Regions from separate parts of the Ovis aries genome. Here region 2 is linked to region 1. Evidence: chromatin contacts called from public Hi-C data. All regions are on one chromosome and are shown on one strand. Each heading gives the region's core, a stretch centred on a gene start, on an enhancer-like site or on the middle of the called end of the contact. The rest is flanking DNA. Distances are from core to core; before and after follow the strand shown. Region 1 overlaps ACAD9 (acyl-CoA dehydrogenase family member 9). Region 2 holds the start of CNBP (CCHC-type zinc finger nucleic acid binding protein).

The links. A called contact is a pair of places that touch in the nucleus more often than the background predicts.
Region 2: a contact with region 1 is called in a Hi-C map of tail adipose tissue, with 5 times the contacts expected there. The contact joins the promoter of CNBP here to the enhancer-like site in region 1. A contact is called at or near these places in 5 of 16 Hi-C or Micro-C datasets (blood, hypothalamus, muscle and 1 more).

What each region holds. Positions count from the first base shown.
Region 1 is chr19:58,813,013-58,816,012 of ARS-UI_Ramb_v3.0, forward strand. All of the region lies in intron 1 of ACAD9 (acyl-CoA dehydrogenase family member 9), which reads left to right. It also overlaps the pseudogene LOC114109416. Among named protein-coding and RNA genes, the nearest start is that of ACAD9, 18 kb to the left of the region's middle. Within about 2 kb of position 1,614, at least 14 of the 54 cell types and tissues checked have an H3K27ac peak or open chromatin away from gene starts, as enhancers often do.
Region 2 is chr19:59,017,477-59,020,247 of ARS-UI_Ramb_v3.0, forward strand. It overlaps CNBP (CCHC-type zinc finger nucleic acid binding protein), which reads right to left and starts at 1,368. Exons shown (of 7, transcript XM_060402697.1): 1 at 768-1,368; 2 at 10-152. COPG1 (COPI coat complex subunit gamma 1) reads left to right here and starts at 1,459. Exons shown (of 24, transcript XM_027957854.2): 1 at 1,459-1,593; 2 at 2,490-2,542. The coding sequence starts at 1,557.

The sequences.
Region 1 (3,000 bases), core at 364-2,863:
GTCTAATAGCCGTAGCCACCTCTTGCCCACTCCTCCCCCAGCTTCTGGAAACCACTAGTCTTTTCTCCCTTTGTCTATTTTGCTATTTCCAAAGCATTGTATCAGTGGAACCATAATGGGTCTCCAGCAACAAGCAGTGTGTACAAACTTTGGGCGGATTGGCTCTTCCTCTCTGCGTAACTCTTGCGTAAGTTGCGTCAGTGGGCTGCCCTGTTTCACGGCTCCGCTGCTTTCCGTGTCGCAGAAGGCAACGGCACCCCACTCCAGTGCTGGTTCCTGGCAGATCCCATGGACGGAGGAGCCTGGGGGGCTGCAGTCCGTGGGGTCGCGAAGAGCTGGACACGACTGAGCGACTTCCCTTTGACTTTTCACTTTCATGCATTGGAGAAGGAAATGGCAACGCCCTCCAGTGTTCTTGCCTGGAGAGTCCCAGGGACGGGGGAGCCTGGTGGGCTGGCGTCTGTGGGGTCGCACCGAGTCGGACACGACTGAAGCGACTTAGCAGCAGCAGCAGAGAACCTGATGAGTTTTCCTCACGTTTCTCTCGGGGCTCTTTGAGCTCCTTGGCTCTCCGTGTTCCTGGTGTCTGTCGACTTCCGCCTGTTTCTTGGCCGTTAGGTTTCCCTAAACTCGCTTAGTCACCAGCCATAGTGCATCCCCCCACTCGCTCCTCCCCTTTGGAGACTGTACGTAGAGAGAGCGATCTGCCTGAGGCTGTCCCACAGCTCACTGATGCTCCGTTATTTTTTTGCCTTTCATTCTGTATAGTTTTTGTTATTATGTTTTCTGTTCACAAATTTTTTTTCCGTAGTGTTTGATCTACTGTTAACCCGACCCAGAGTCTCCGTCTTCAGCGGTCTTTCATCTCTGGGCAGTTGGGCTCGATTTTTTCCTTCTCTATCTCTCTTGACTGTGCTCATATTTGCTTCTACTTTTCTGAGAATCCGGAACTTAGTTACGAGTCTGTGATACTCTTGTCGGCTGTCATCCCTGTTACTTCTGGGTCGCGATCAGTTCGCGGATTTCCCACCCTCGTTTGCTCTCATGTCTCCCGGCTGCTTCATGTGCCTGGTAGTCTTCCTGTCGGCTGTCGGCCCTTGTGGATTTCAGTTTGACCCGTTCAGGACTTGCTTCTAAGTGTTAGAAGCAGCAGAGCAGCCTGGAGGGCAGTGCTTCTCAACATTTTCATTCGGCATCACTGCCCCCTCATTCCCCGTCAGCCTAATCGCACCCCTCTGTGGCACTGCAAGAAACTGCTTCTTCATTGATCTGGTTGTGGCTGCGCTGGGCCTTCGCTGCGGTGACGGGCGTCTGATTGCGGCGGCTTCTCTTGTTGCGGAGCGTGGACTGTAGGCGCGGGCTCAGTTACTCCGAGGCGCGTGGGATCTTCCACACCAGGGACGGGACCTGCGGCCCCTGCATTGGCAGCGGGTTCCTGGCCACTGGGCCGCCCGGGAGCTCCCCCGTTGTGAAGCTGCGGCGCCGCAGCCGTGCTGTGCCTGTGTCCGTCCCTGTCACGGGCGTTGCTGTCCTTTGTGCCTGTGTGTGTTTTGCTTCCCTTCGGCCAGAACCAGCTTTCGCCCCCAGGGGGCGGTGTTGCCCTGCTGGGCGTGCGCGTGCGCAGGCCGGTCTCTCCCGCTGGTGACCCTGCTCTTCTCCGCGTCCTCAGGACGCTGTATTCTAAGGCAGCCTGTCTTTGAGCACTTCCTTAAAGTCGAGCACACCCTGGCACGCAGCCCTGCACTCCCGAGTGCAGCACGCGTCACAGCCCCAAGCCTGAATCCATGTGCCTTCTGAGAGCCCCAGACTGGGAGCCACCCAGATGTCCCTCAGGTGGACAAGCTCCCACCCACACAGCAGGCCGTGGGGCAGTCACGCCAGATCAGAGAGGCCAGACCGACAAAGTGCTGTGTGCTGCCACGCATGTAAAACGCGAAAGCGCAAACAAGTCCACAGACGAAAAGATGGGTGGCTGCCTGGGGATGGAGACAGAGGGAAGGGCTGATCACAGACGGACACCGGGACGTGGGATGGAAAGGTTTTTGTTGCATGTGGGGGCGGTTTCATGGGCAAACAGACCTCAGAACTCAAAAAGTTATTCTCTGTGCAGTTTATTACATGCCAATTACAGACACCAGTAAAGTTGTGAAAGTGAAACAGGGAGGGGTTTGCACTCCATTTGGGGAACCGATATTTCTCATTAGTGAGCCATGGGTATAAAAATGTATACGCGGCTATGCTTGTTTTGATGGTTTATAATAGTGGTGACGTTTACTTTGTTGGCAGCTTATGGGAACACTTGAACTTGACTCACGAAAGTCTGCACTCACAGACCTAAGGCGGAGACGGTTGAGTTTTCCTTTGCTGACCATGTGTTCATAGTCGACAGACTGACTTGTCCTCAGAACCTGTGGACTCTGGGGAAAGAGGGTGGTTTGGAACTCAGGCTGGGTGCAGAGACTGCCTCGAGTCTGGTGTGCCGCCAGACATTTCAGGACAGTAAGGGCACTCACGCGCGTCCTCTTACTTTCTGGAGGCGCAGGTAGTAAATCAAAGATTCAAGTCTAGTAAACGCCTCCAGGAAAGTTAAGGCCTCACGAATGTTCAGTTGTAGCGGTCTTATGCAATGAATACATCCAGATCAAGAATTAGAACGTTACCTGTCCTGGTAATTTGTTCTTAATGTTGGAAGGCATTTTTAAGGTTAACTTAATGTATCATGGTGTCCGGTCCCATCACTTCATGGCAAATAGATGGGGAAACAATGGAAACAGTGACAGACTTCATTTTCTTAGGCTCTAAAATCACTGCAGATGGTGACCGCAGCCATGAAATTAAAACATGCTTGCTCCTCGGAAGAAAAGCTATGACCACCCTAGGTAGCATATTAAAAAACAGAGACATTACCTTGCCAACAAAGGTCCATCTAGTCAAGGCCATGGTTTTTCCCGTGGTCATGTATGGATGTGAAAGTTGGACTATAAAGAAAGCTGAGCGCTG
Region 2 (2,771 bases), core at 118-2,617, 200 kb after region 1:
CTTTCATACCTTGGAGAAGGAAACGGCAAACCACTCCAGCGTTCTTGCCTTGAGAATCCCAGGGACGGGGGAGCTTGGTGGGCTGCCATCTATGGGGTCGCACAGAGTCGGACACGACTGAAGCGACTTAGTAGCAGTAGCACTATATAATTCTGTAGAATTCATATCATAACATAAAAGGGTATTCTGTATTTATTTGTATTTTACTCTACATAACTTATCCGTATTTCATGGTCTTAACCCAACGACGCAAATCTCTGGGGTTCTTTCCTGGTTTTTAACCAAGAAGGGTTCTTATTTCAACTGAATTAAGGAGACGTTTACAGTCTGCTCTTCTCTGTTAATGTCTCATTTTGTTTAAGAAGTTTGGATTACTGCCTCCCAAGCCATCAGAAATATCCCTTTATATACGGATGTGGAATCTTTCAACCAATGGGTGCACCTTAATTCCGTTAACCACCCCCTTATTGCCGGACGTTTAGGATGTTTCCATGCTTGCAATTTTCTTGCCGCAAAGCGCCGCAGCGAGCAACTTAATTTCTTCTTTCGGATGATTTCCTCCGGACAAGGGGTGGAGTTACTGGTTAAAGGCTGGGCGCACCTTTCTGACTCCTGCCTTATTTCCCGCCGGCGCAAGACCCACGGCCCCGGCCCCCTGCGGCCCCCCGACCGCGGCCCCGGCCCTCGCAGAGCCAGCCCCCCGGGGGCGCGGCCGCGCGCTTCCCCGGGTCCCCGCGCCCCCGGGCCCTGCCGGCGCCCGCACTCACCTGCGCTCCCGCCCTCGGGCCGGCGCGCGTCCTCGCCTCGGCCTCGGCGGGTCCTCCCGGCTCCGCGGGGGTGGCCCTGGGCGCCGCCCGTGTGCCCTGCGCGTCCCTGCCCGCCCCCAGCGCCCGGCGGCGCGTGCAGCGGGCGCTCCACCAGCGCCCGCGCGCCTCCAGAGCGGGCCGCCGCCGCCGCCGCGCCGGCCTGCAGCGCGGTCCGTCAGGGCCCCGCCGGTGAGCCGCGCCCGCGGCATTGCGCGCCGGGAGCGCCGGGCGGCGGGCGTCCGGGCAGGCAGCGGCCCGCCGGGCGCCGACGCTGCCGGCGCGGGCGAGCGTGTGACAGGTGTCGGGCGCCGCCAGCGGGCAGCGCAGGCCGGCGCGGGCGCGGCGGGCGGGGGGCGAGGCCGCCGGGGGCGCTGGCCAGATCAGGGGGCCCCGGGGAGCGCGGCTGCGGCCTCGCCGCCACAGCGCCCGCCCAGACTGCCGCCGGGCCGCGCGGGGCGGGGACGACGGCCCTGGCGGGAGCGCGTGCGGCCCGGCGGCCCAGGCCCCGCCGCCCGCAGCCGGCACGGGGTTAGCGCCCGGCGCGGCGGCGCGGCCCGGGTGCGCGTGCGCCGAGTGCGCGTGCGCGGAGTGCGCCTGCGCGGAGTGCGCCTGCGCGGAGTGCGCCTGCGCGGAGTGCGCCTGCGCGCAGCCCGGGCGACGTGGCCGGCCGGAAGCAGCCAGTGCGGAACCGCCGCCGCCGCCCGCCGCGTCCGCCCTGGGCTGCCGCTCGGCTCCCGAAGCGACGTCGCCATGCTGAAGAAATTCGACAAGAAGGACGAGGAGTCGGGTGAGAGGGCCGAGGCCCCGGGGGAGGCCGGGCGCCCGCGCAAGCCCTCCGCGCCCTCCCCGGGAGGCCTCCTGCCGGACCTCCGTCTGGACGCGAGGCCCCGGGAGGCCCCGGGGACTTGCGCGAAGGTGCGGCGCCCACCCGCGGCCGGCGCCGGAGAGCCCGAGCGGGCCCCGCTGCCCCTCGCCCGGCAGCTCGGGCCGCGATTCGCTGGGTGACCTTGGGCGGGTCTGCGCCTCTGGGCCTCTGCGTCCCCGCCTGTCAGGGGAGGGGGCCAGACCCGGTGGTCCTCTGGGGACTCCCTGGGGCTGCGCCCGTGCTGGGGCGGCCTAGTCGGTAGTGCCCGGATCGGTGCTTGAGAACCCTGACTCCGATTCATTTATCCAGCAAACGTTTCGAGGTCCCGGTGCGTGCCAGGTTGCACTGCGCCCTGACTCTGCAGCAGAGCTAGTGAGACGCGCTCGTGAGCAAGCTAAGAATATAAGGATGGTCGCAGCGGAGTGGAGGGAACAGACGTCAGTCAGATACTCAAGTGTGTCATTAATTACAAGTGTGATTTCTGCTGTGTGCAGAAACCCTAGTCACTGGAGATGGTGGTCCCTCACGCAGTAGAGGCGCAGCTAGGTACCAGTGGCATAGATGAATGAAAGGACACTCTGAGAGGCACACGAGCACTGTACCAGGGCTGCTGGGTGACTGCGAGTTAGTGGTTTGGGGGCAGGGGAGCTCCCTGGAGGAGGCTGGCGGGATCTACTGGATCTTTCACTGCTGTTCAGAGCAGCTGGAGCTTGAACCTCCCAGCCATAGGGACGTCTTTCTCCATCGTCTACAACTGGGAGAGTTTTGAAATTCAGGGTCACAACCTCTGCTCAGTCCCGTCTCTTCTCCCATGGAAGGTGGAGGCTCCAACCCGTTCCAGCACCTCGAGAAGAGTGCGGTGCTGCAGGAGGCAAGTGTCCTTTGCTCCCCTGGGTCTTCCGCTGAGAATGCTCACAGTCAATGTGATCGAAACGCCAGCACATTCAGAGTGCTGGTCTGTAGGACATTAGGGGAGAAATCTGGTCGTGGAAAGATGGGGAATTCATCATGCTGATCCTTTTCTTCTTCTTTGTTTCTCCTGCCAGTTAATTAATAAGCTTTGAGGGTTTCTCTGGTGGTCCAGTGGGTAGGGCTCTGCG